2 separate regions of the Mus musculus genome follow, and region 1 is linked to region 2. Evidence: chromatin contacts called from public Hi-C data. All regions are on one chromosome and are shown on one strand. Each heading gives the region's core, a stretch centred on a gene start, on an enhancer-like site or on the middle of the called end of the contact. The rest is flanking DNA. Distances are from core to core; before and after follow the strand shown. Region 1 holds the start of Gnas (GNAS (guanine nucleotide binding protein, alpha stimulating) complex locus). Region 2 has its middle 27 kb from the start of Stx16.

Region 1 (5,646 bases), core at 1,684-4,183, 250 kb before region 2:
CAAGGTAACCTATTTTAGAGTACAAATATAAAATCGGCGGGTACGTTGAAAGTGCCTGGGATGGATACTGGGACACACTGAGCATGTCATGCACAGGCGAACACAGAAAATGGACACCAACACACACCAACAACAAGCTGTCTGAGTCGAAGCAGCCGTGCCAGGCGAGGCGGGGGCGCGCACCCGGATGGCCCTAGCCCACCGCGGTCACGAACAATCGAGCCGGGGGAGCCCCGAAGGGCCCACCCCAGCAGTTCTGGGCTCACCTCACGCCCCCGCCTGTCCAGCCTACGATCGCTGGCGCTGGCGCTGGCCTCCGGCCGGTAACGACCCTCAGTGTCGCTCGGCACCACTTTTCTCCCTGGAGGGCATATAGTTCGGCCACCCGAACTCTCCAAAAGGCCCCTCTCCCACCCCAGGGCAGAGTTGGGGGTCCCTCCCTGGAACTTCTAACAGGGTTTCCGGACCCCCTCCTCCCGCGGGCAAGGCCCAAGCCCCACCGGAAGGCCCTGCCACCCCCTCCCCGGGCGGCCCGGGCGGCCCTACTGCCCAGGGGCAGAAGCTGCCGCATTACCTAGAAGCAGCAGGCGGTGTGTACACATGTAGTCCATCTTCTCCTCCTCCAGTTGCTTGTCGATGAGCTTGCTGCGTTTCTTATCTGCGCGCTTCTGCTCTCGCATCTCAATGGCTTCTTTGCGCATCTGTTTGCGCCTCTCCTCCATAGGATCCTTGGCCTTCCCGGGGCTGAGGGATCGTGATCGGGTACACTCGGATAGACCGAAGCAGCTTCCGAAGGCTCGGGTGAAGAAGTTGCGGACTGGGTTGCTCCCGACCGTGTGGCTCCGGGGCAGGCCAGGGCGGCGGTTTCGCCGCAGAAGCCACTGGAAGCAGCCGGTGGCCCCTTCTTCCGACTCATCACTGGAGGACTCGATCTCGCAGATGCCAGACGATGCCTCGTACCTGCAGCAGCTTCGGCCCCGCTCGTACTTGTCAGGCCAGGCAGTCGGCCGCGGAGGAGGCCGCGGAGTAGGCGGGTCAGCAACCTGGATCTCGGGGCTGGGGGGTCTAAGATGGGCCCTGCTGGGGGCGGCAGAGGCTGACCGGCCAGCAGCGACTGCGCGGGCAGCAGAGGCTGCCCGGGCGGCAGCTGCTGCGCGGGCAGGAAGGGATGCCCGAGCGGCGGGAGTAGCTGAGAGTGACCTGGCTCCCCAGACCAGTGGACCTGCATAGGCTGCCCTAGCGGCAGCTGCCCTAGCAGAGGCTGACATTGCTGGGGCGCCAGGGACTGCTCCAGCGGCCGGATGGGCTCTAGCAGAGGGGACTGCCCGGGTAGTGGGCTCCTTGGGGGTGATAGGGGCTGCCCGGGCGGCAGGCTCCGCCAGGGTGGCAGAGACTGCCGCGGCTGCGGGCTCCACCTGGGTGACAGGGGCTGCCCCGGAGGCAGACTCGGCCGTGGTGGCAGGGACTGCCTCGGAGGCTGGCTCGGCGGCTGGATCTCTGCTGCCTTCAGACTCGGACTCGGCAGGAGTGGCTGGGGCGACTGGGGCTGCCCCTCCGTCAGGATCGGCGCGGACAGCTGGGGCTTCTTCGAGTTCTTCAGGATCCGACTGGAGATCTGAAGGCGTTCCTGGGGCTGTCCCGTCTTCTCCGGCATCGCTCTGGCTATCTGTGAGCATCGCGGAATCCGTAGGAGCTCCAGCATCAGATCCGGTAGAGACGGCTTGGGCAGCAGGGGCTGGCTTGGCATCCATTGCTTCAGGCTGGGTGGAAGATCCGTCCCCTCTCTCCGGAGAGGGGACTTTTCCTTCCACCGCAGTGGCGGTGGTAGGGCTTCCTTCCATCTCGGCTGCTTCTCGCTCAACTGGGGGTCTCTCTGCGCACTCGCTCTTATCTGGGGCTCCCGAGACTTCGATGGGCGGGCCATCACTTGCGATTGGGGGGCTGTCCATATTGACAGCGGTGTCGTCGTCGACCCCAATGGAGGCTCTGCCAATCTCAAGCAGGGGTCTGGTGATCTCCATCGGGGGGCTGTCGCATGCGAAGTTAGGAGGAGATCTGACAGCCTCGCGGAATGGTCTGTCAATGGCGCCTCGGACCCAGAGGGGAGGCGCGTTCTCGGCGGGAGCGAGGCAGAGCGCACTCGGGACCGCGACTGTCGGGAACTCGCCGCCAATGCCGATTTGTGGGATGACTCGCGGGAGTCCTGGGGGTGGGCTATCGCCCCCGAATTCTTCTCCACCGACCTGAAATGGCACAGATTCTTCAGGGGGAGGGCTGTAGTCTTCTCGGAAGCCAGCGTTTTCAAATCTGATGTTCCCGGGCTCCGCGGGAAGAGCTCTGGGGACCAATGCTTCCGGACCTCCTGGCGCAAGGTCTGGGACTTGCAAGGGAGGCTGGCTATGGTCTCCCTGGGCAGGCTCGTTGAACTCAAATGGCATAGCTTCTTCTGGTGGGGGGGTATAGGCTCCCAGGCCTGGGCTCGCGCCAGTGGGGGTCCCGGGCTCCAAAATCGCTGGGTTGAAGGCTTGGAGGCCTGATGGGGTCCCAGATGGTCCTGGCTGCTCCAGGGTGGGCCAGAAATCTCCCAGGCTGGGCTGTTGTGTCTCGAATGGCATGGCTTCCTCCGGAGGTGGGCTGTAGTCTCCACCCACTCGGACTTCCTCGAAGGCCTGGCAGGGGCTTTGGATGTCAGATTTGGAGTCTTCTGGGGGTCCACTGATCTCACTGCCAGTCTCGTCGGGGACGGGCTCATTGTTAGACGGTTCGGAGTCCGGTTCGGTCGCCATTTCTTCGGCTGGGCCAGCCCCAGCACCGGGGGCAGCTGCCCCTGGGGCTTCCAAAGGTTCTTGCTCGGGCTGCTCCCCGACTTCAGGGGGGATATCGTGTTGTCCTGACATATTATTGCCGTGGAGGCAGTTGAACATGCCCATAACACGGTGGCGACTTTTCAAAATAAATTTGGGGCCCCGTAAGACGGAGCACCCAGCCAAACTAGGGTGAAAAAAAATTTTTTTTTAAAAAATTCAAATTTTTGTTGGAAAGTTCTCCAGCCTCAGTTTCCAAACTTTGTAAGGATAGATAATCAGGGGCTAGAACCCAGGACCATGGCTGAAGTGAGTCATCTCTTGCTGGTGAAGTCTGTCACCTTCCTAGTTACACTTACCCCTTCGGGCTGTGGTCGGCCAACAACTTTAGGAACTTTTCTGTTCTCTCTTCGTACTTTGCTGTACTTTAGCTCCGCCTTCTTGGCATTTAAGAGCGTGCCGATTCGTCTCGAAAATCGTAAATAGAACTCTTTCTCTGCCGCCAGAGGACGCAGGTCTCAGTGCTGAGCCGGCTCCGGGAGCTGGCTCCCGGTGCCGGCTGCTCCCGACTTTGGGTAAGGGGGCTGATGAGCGGAGGCCTTGTAGGGACGTTCGGCTCCGTCCTCTCCTCTCCCGGACTGATTCCGAGTCTCTCTAGCTCGCTTTTTCCCTGGCCAGAGAGCGAGCGAGCTCTCTTGCGTTGCTGGGACACGTGACGCAAGACGTGGGCATTGGTCTGTTAGAGTACAGACGCTGAAAGCCTCCCTCCCCATCTGATTCTTCTCGAGGGGAGGAGGGACTGCAGGAGGGCTTTATCACCCCAGATTACCCCAGTATGCGGTAAATTCCTTATCTAAGGACCCCACACTCAGGCAATTACCCATACTCATCTCCAAGTCAGGAAATGGAGGCTTTAGGATACAAGGAAAGGGGTAGAGGCACACACACACACAAATGCGACAGGTGGTCGTGAGCCCACCGGAAGGGTAGAGACAGGGTGAGGAAGTGCCGAATGTAAACACGCAATTTGTTTCGTAAATGCTCTAGGGTACTTTTCTTTATTTCTTTTTTTTCCTTTTTTTTTCTTTTTTTAATGTTTATGTTTGCTGTTTGTTGGGGATGGCTCCAGCAAATCCCTTCAATGTCCCCCATCCCCATTACACCTCGGAGCTCTCAACAGTGGTATAGTGTGTTGTAGTCAGGGCTTGCTCTGTTTATATGGACGGTGATGCAGTAGAAATAAAGGTCTCAGCAGTGCACTGCAGAAAATCAAGCAAAGCCCCCTTAGGAGTTATTCATGTTTGCCGCTTTCGTGCAAATAGGGGAGGGGGCTTAAGGCTTACCGGAAGACCCCCCACCTAGCTCAGGTCTTGTACTTCTGTCTTCTGGGTAAAGGCAAAAGGAGATTTGGGGTGTAGTTGATGGCCCATTTAGGGTGGTCTCGCAGACTAGAAAACCTGAAATGCACTTAACCCACCGACCAACCGTGCCATGGTGGCAACAGCTGCCGAGACTCGCATCTTCCAGCCACCAGCGCCAGCTGCGGATTCCGTGTTCATTTCCTCTCTCAAGCCCTTCTCCAGCCCCCTTTTATCCCCTCCTCCTTCTGTTGTGAGCACCATAGAGCATTTGCTATACGTTGAACTGCAACAGTCCACCCAGGCGAAATTAAGCGCGGTCACAAAGCCTGCGGCTGCGCGCCCCTTGCGGTGCCGGGGTGGGCTCAGAGCTGCAGGAGTTTATACAGTCACATTGCCCGGTGGGCTCAGCGAATAATCATAAAATGCTTTAGGTCTGGGATCTGCAGATTATTCCTGGGCAGGGTTTTTTTGTTAATTGTTTGCCTTTGGGGTTCTGTTTTTTTTTGTTTTGCCGCGCGCCCGCGGCACGCGCACACCGCGGACATTTTGCCAGTAGGTAATGGCGATGGCGCGAGGCATTGTCTTTTGTTGCAATACAGCTAGGCAGTGGGCAGGTCTGGCCTGCAGGACCCTGAGAAAAGAGAGTATGAAGTGGTACATAAAGCAGGCTGCGGCAATTATGCACCATGCAGATGGGTATATTGCAAGATGCATGCTGTGTGCCGCGGCAGATTTAATTCTCTGAAGTCTAACATGTCCCTCTTCTCACTACAGGCTCGGCACACTACAGCCCCTTGCCTACAGCGTCCACGTGGTCACCCTGAGTAGAAGAAAGCAGACAAAGTGAACCCCCAGAGAATGCCTGCGACCTGCCGAAGGCGTGTCACCTCAACTCTACGGCTGAACACACTGCATGCCGGACACTTTGAACTTTGGTCCAAAGTTTGGCCAACTACCCTCCCCCACATATACACACACACACACTCAAAATGGCGAAACGGTTTGAACATACACCGAATAGGCCAACTGGGTCTCAACCACTAGCCCACTCCCCTCCGACCCCAGCGACAGGTCAGCTATTGGGCTGGGGTCACGCCAATCAAGGATGCCTGGCGAATGAGCAGGGGGCTTCGGACCGGAAACCGGATATGGGTGGGAGGTCCAATAGGGGGCGCCGCGTTGGAACGCCCAAAGAGGTTGTGCTTGCTGGGTTGGTTGGAAGCGGTTGGCGGGCGGGCGTATGGCGGCCAGGCCTAGAAGGCCACGGTCGCCGTGAGTGCCTTGGGGGCCAAGCTTTTTGATGCCCTAAATCGCCAAGGCAAGGTGGGAAGGTCAGGGACCCCCATGGACCATCCCTTGGGCTCATGATGGCGGTAGGCTAACTCACTACACAGAGAGGGCTATCGCCGAGGCACCGCGGAGAGAGGCTTTTCCAGGGCCTGGAGGTGGTGGGCCAGGCCTATGGAGAAAGAGAGCTTACT
Region 2 (5,562 bases), core at 1,968-4,467:
CGGGAGAGGCATAAACCTCGGGCAGGAGTGACGCATGGTTTGAATGTTCACATTTGAATGGGATGATCTGCAGCCTAGAAAAGATCAACATCTCCTCTACTTTCAGGGTCTGGCTGGCTGCAAGCTCCAAAATAGGGTTTCTCTAAAGCCTTTCAACCCTGGCAGGGGCGCAGTGACTCACGGCCTACCTGTGCCCTGGTGCATTTCAGGCTCTGTCCTTATGATGCTCCGCAGCACACAGAGGAACATAATGGAAAACCTTAATATAGGGGGAGGGATGACTGGGGCCTTGGGGAACAGAGGGAATCAGACAAGGGCAAGAAGTTCAGCTGAGAAAGGTCTGGAAGGGAGGCATCTCCCTCCCTCCCTCCCTCCTCCAGCACTGCCTGAGTTCAGGTCATTTCACCTGGGGGATCGTGACAACTCTGCTCCCCTGCACCCTCATGCTTCACACAGGAAGTGGGAGCCCCTATGCACAGGTGATGGAGTGGCACAGGTACAGGACAGCCAGTGGCCCAGCGGTGGCTGGCTTATCTGGAATGCCTGCAGCCTTCATCCCATAAACAAACCGAGTGCTACCTAGATCCTCACTTGTCCTGCTGCAAGTCTTCTATCTTCCTCGGGCTGGAGAAATGAACTGCTGAGTCACAGACTACATTTGCCAGCTACATTGGGTACGGGCCTCTCAGAGTCCTCGCTCCAGACTTGTGGATCCGCACCCCATCCCCTGCTGGCAAACCCTCCTTCTTTACTTCTGTGGGGGACTGTGGGAGATGTCTATCTACAAACCCTCTGTCCTTTGAAAGCCACACGCCACACTTGAGATCAAAACAGCTTCCTTCACCCAGACTGAGAGGTCTGTGACACAGTTGGAGGGCCTTTGAAGCAGACAGCTTGCCACGCGGGGAACAAGGGTATCCAGCGGTAGAGAACAAACAGAACCGGAGCCTGGTGTTTCCAGATAGTTCATCAGGACTCATCAGGACTTTCCAGATAGAACTCATCAGGAAAGGATATGACTGCAGCTCTAAGTGTCTGCAGAAGCACAATGCCTGGCACCCAGGGAGGCTCATTCTCAGGGAAGCAGGGCAGAGAGATGGCTCAGTGGATGAAGGCTCTTGCTGCCCAGTGAACGATACCAGGTTGATGACCTGAGTTCAGTTTCTGGAAGCAGAAGGACAGATTGACTGAATAAAATTGCCCTCAAACCTCTGCACACAGACCATGGCATGTATCCCCCTCCCACAATAATCATGAACAGTTTTACAGCAGGACTGGAGAGATGGAACAACGATTAGGAGGGTTTGTTACTCTTGCAGAGAACTCGAGTTAGGTCCCTAAAACCCATGCCACGTAGCTCACAAATGCTTGTAAGTCCAGTTCAAAGAGATACCTTTTTCTGGGTTCTGGGGTACCCCACTTTTGTGTTCTCTCTCTCTCTCTTTCTTCTCCTAAAATAGAATAAATCTTTTTAAAAATCCAAACAATCAACACAGATACTCAGTCATGTTCAAACAAGCCAGTAACAGTATTCATAAGGAATCCAGTGCAGATGGCCCTTTTGTGAGCACTGAGAGTCTCAGTCCCCAGCTAAGCATCCTGAATGCAAATGCAAATGCCCTCTATCCAGGGACAGACAGACCCTCCCTTGGTGGTAAGACTAACCATCTTCAGGGAGTGAGCACCGGACATAGAGAGGGGTGGACCTTTTGCCCGGCCTTCTAGAAGCTCCGGTTGAGTCCGAAAGACAAGCTGTCGAGAGCCCCAGTGCTGATAAGGGTTAAATAGCGCTCGATACAACGTTCGCTGATAGTCAAGGCAGCACCTGATTAATTGCCCAGGGAATGGCTGGGATGATAAATGTTTTAGGAACTCCGAGGAGGGAGCCATTTCTCCAAGTCAAGCAGAACCGACAGACGCCACGGGGGTAATTGTGCCCTTTTGAAGGGGCCTGTGGGGCTGCTGTCTGGGGAGGTCATTGTCCCAAGGTAGAGACAGAAAAGAGCCTTTTAATTTTTTTTTTTTAAGGAACATCTGATGCTTCATTGGTTGCTCTTTGCTTACTTCTCCCCCCCCCCCCCTTTAGGAAATAAGAGGCAGCAAAAACTCGCTATTCATTTCCTTTCTACCTCCTTAAACCTCTTATCAACTTCTCTCTCTAACGTGGGGCTGGAATTCAGTGTTTATGTTATAGACCCAGAGGATGAAGATGCTGGCCTTCAGCCCCCAAAGCAACTGGGGTATCTCTCTCTTGGCAAATGGCTTCATGCCACATTACAAAATCATCCTTCTCAAGGAAGTGATAAGACTGACAAGTGTTTAGACTTTGCCCTAATTTTTCAAGAGGCTGAAGCAGAGATACTTCTCTGAAGCTCTTGGGTCCTGGTTTCAATTTGCTCCGGGTATCTATTGAGCATAAACAGCCCCTTTCATCATGGCCTGAACCATGAACTGATTCACAGATGCCCAAGGCTTTATCTCATCAGATCTCAATCTCATGGCCGAGTCTCTGTGAGCAAGGGAGGCTGTCTGACTGGCTAGAAACTCCAGGCCTGGATGGGAAGATGTCACATCTTGAGATAGTGGGGGGCTGGAGGGGGTGGGGGTGGGGACCAACACGAACAAATGCAAACAGCCCTTCGTGAGCTATGATGGGCAGGTGCAGCTGCCTCCCAGCCCAGTGGGGCCAGCTCCAGGCTCTCCTGTCCCCAGCAGCAGGAAAGCAGATGGCTGGTGATGGATCACAGGGCTGTCATCTGCGGGGGCTGAATGGTGATGTCACAGCTGGGGAGGGGGCTTCAGGAGCTGGGAGAGGCCCAGAGAGAAGTGCATTAGGTTGGAGGCTGGACTTACATGTGGTGTCTTCTCTCTCTTTCTTTCCCCTCCCCCCTCTTTTATTGCTCAGAACTAAGAAACTTGAACCCCTGTGAAAAATCTAACATCTGAACAAACATAGCCCTCAGGGTAGTTAAAGCATGCCCTGAGCCCAGTCCTTCTTAAATGGCTATTGGGGGATTTTGCTAGGATGTTCCCATGGTGTTAAAAGCCAGGCTTTGGGGACAGAATTGGTGACAGGTCCTACAGAGCCACACCACTAAGCTAGGGGCGTGACACCTATTCTCTCAGTTTCCTCCCCCTCTAAATGGGGCTGTGGAAGGCATGCATACAAATAGCACACACGGAGGGTGAGAGGTGAATTCCCCACCCCCACCCCTGCAAGGGCAAGCACAGAGCACCAGCTGTGGGCAGATGAGACTGTACAGGCAAAGCCCCTCCCACCCTGGGAGTTCTTGTTGCAATGAGACTCCTTTGGATTTTTCTCAGTACTCTCTAGAGCAGGAGAGGGCAGATGCTTGGGAGGAGACAGCATAGATCACTTGCTCAGAGGTCCAGAGGTACAGGAGGATGAGGTAAGCAGCAACAGAGGCTGCTGAGAGGCTGTGGGAGCATGGTCAAGCCAAGGGAGTAGATAACAATTTCCAGTTTAAACAGTGACAGAAGCTTGGAGGCAAAAACACTCATGCATTTACAGGGCAGGGTCCTAGCTAGCGGGAAACAGAGGCAAGAGAAGAAGGGGGCTGGGGAGTCTGTTTTATTTCAAATTATAAACAAGTTCCGTATGTTGATTCTCAAGGAAGGCAGCCTTGGCTCCAAAGAGGCTGACAGTTATTTGTTGATCTTATGGAAACTATATCATCAAATATTTCACCATTGCTTGAGTTCTTGGGAGAAACAATATCTCATGAGTTCCTCCAGCATACAATATCATCAGGACAGAAAGCTGGAGGAATTTATGAGGAGGCAAAACTTCCAGAGACCCAGGCATCCTTGGATAGGATGGGCTTCACCACTTCTGTGAGTTGGGTGTTCCCAGCAGCAAGACCCAGAGCAGCCACAAGCTTGTCCCACTGTCACCATTGATAAGGCTGCTTCTTGCAGAGGCTCCTGCCATTGCCCTTGCTAGTGTGATGGAGCCCAGGCTCAGAACCCTGGCCTCTGAAGTAGACGTATCCAAAGGGAAGTGATAAGCATGGCCTCCCAGATGAGGTGTCTGTAGGATATCACCAGGTCCACACGCTCACTGGGTAGCAGCGCCCTGCAGCTCCTCTCATTGACACCATGCCCTCTAGAATGACACCCTGCATCTTTCTAAGGGAATCCTTCTCAGTAAGAATTCCCAGGGTCTCCCCTCAACTAGTCCTCTTTATACAGGAGCATCACACAGCTCATAAAGGTTACACAGGCACACCCTGAGTTCAGGCGAGACATGGCACCAGGCACTCAAAGGATGTCTCAGGTCACTTTGATGAAGGTAGATCTCCCTTCAGTGGATCAGGAAACAGGATCTGGGAGTGGAAGAGGATCATGACAGCTAATCCTAGTTGTTGGCTCTGAGCAAGTCTATGAAGGATTGTTTAGATATGGCTGGCTGAAGTAGGAAGAGTCCACCCTGAATGTGGGCTGGGGTCTCAGACTGAATAGAAAGGAGACAGTGAGCCAAGCGGCAGCCTTTTTTTCTGTCTGTGTCCTGACTGCAGACACAACATGGCCAGTTGCTTCAGGCTCTACCACCGTGATTTGCCAGCCATGATGGACTGCTTCTCTGAATCATAAGCCAAAATAAACTCCTCTTTCTTTAAGTCGCTTGGTCCTGTGCTTTGTAACTGAGTAGGGCTTGATGAAGAAAATGGGTCATTTGAGCCTGCTCTTCACCATCAAATCCTCTCCAATTTTGAGGCTCCTCTTGTTTGAGTTTGCTTTCTATTCCCGAGATAAACGCCACAACCAAAACCAATTTAGAGGAATGGAATATTTATTTCTCTTAGACTTCTAGGTCACAGTCCATCCCTGGGAGAGCAGAAGCCATAAAGAAGTGCTATTTTCTGGCTTTTGCTTAGCTAACTTTTTTACCTGGCTCAAGACCACTTGCTAAGGGAGAGTGCCACCCATAGTGGGCTGGGACCTCTCCTTATAAACATACTCATGAGCCAATCCAAGCTCAACAATCTCTCAGTTGAGACTCTCTTTTCATGTGACTCTAGGCTGTATCAAGTTGACAGTTAAAGACAACTAGGACACACCACCCCTTGGCCACTTCACACACGCATGTTCATGCACACGCATGCATACACACACACATGCATGCACATGCACATACACAAATATTACTTTAAATCATGACCTTTCAAGTCTCTGTTCCCAAGATATTGTGTTAATATTACAATACAAAGCCCAGTACAACTTTAAATGTCCTACAGTGTGAAACTAGAGAGCTGATTCAGAGGTCAAGGTCACTGGCTGCTCTTACAAAGGACCTGGGTTTAGTTCTCAGCACCCACATGACAGCTCACAACCACCGAGGGGGTCCAATGGTCCATCTTCTGGCCTCTGTGGGTACTAAGCATGCATGTGGTGCACATACATAAATGTAAAACGTTTAAAATCTTTTTTTCTAAAGGTCTCACAGTCGTTAACATTTCTAGTGCTTTAAAAGTTCAATATCTCTGTAAAAGTCCAAAGTCTCTTAACAGTAGTTTCAAATAAATAAATAAATAAATAAAT

What was found. Hi-C and Micro-C count contacts between places; a contact is called where the count stands out from the background.
Region 1: a contact with region 2 is called in a Hi-C map of the N1E-115 cell line, with 2.2 times the contacts expected there. The contact joins the promoter of Gnas here to the enhancer-like site in region 2. A contact is called at or near these places in 5 of 39 promoter capture datasets (embryonic stem cells, liver and pre-B cells), 3 of 484 Hi-C or Micro-C datasets (the N1E-115 cell line, embryonic fibroblasts and embryonic stem cells), 3 of 115 datasets of contacts at active chromatin or transcription factors (craniofacial prominence and embryonic stem cells) and 1 of 9 other capture datasets (pancreatic islet).

Annotation. Positions count from the first base shown.
Region 1 is chr2:174,295,146-174,300,791 of GRCm38.p6, reverse strand. It overlaps Gnas (GNAS (guanine nucleotide binding protein, alpha stimulating) complex locus), which reads right to left and starts at 2,933. Exons shown (of 12, transcript NM_010309.4): 1 at 575-2,933. The coding sequence starts at 2,930. It also overlaps Gnasas1.
Region 2 is chr2:174,047,401-174,052,962 of GRCm38.p6, reverse strand. No RefSeq gene overlaps it. Among named protein-coding and RNA genes, the nearest start is that of Stx16, 27 kb to the left of the region's middle. Within about 2 kb of position 3,217, at least 49 of the 459 cell types and tissues checked have an H3K27ac peak or open chromatin away from gene starts, as enhancers often do. A contact at or near this core is called in the N1E-115 cell line, where this site is marked.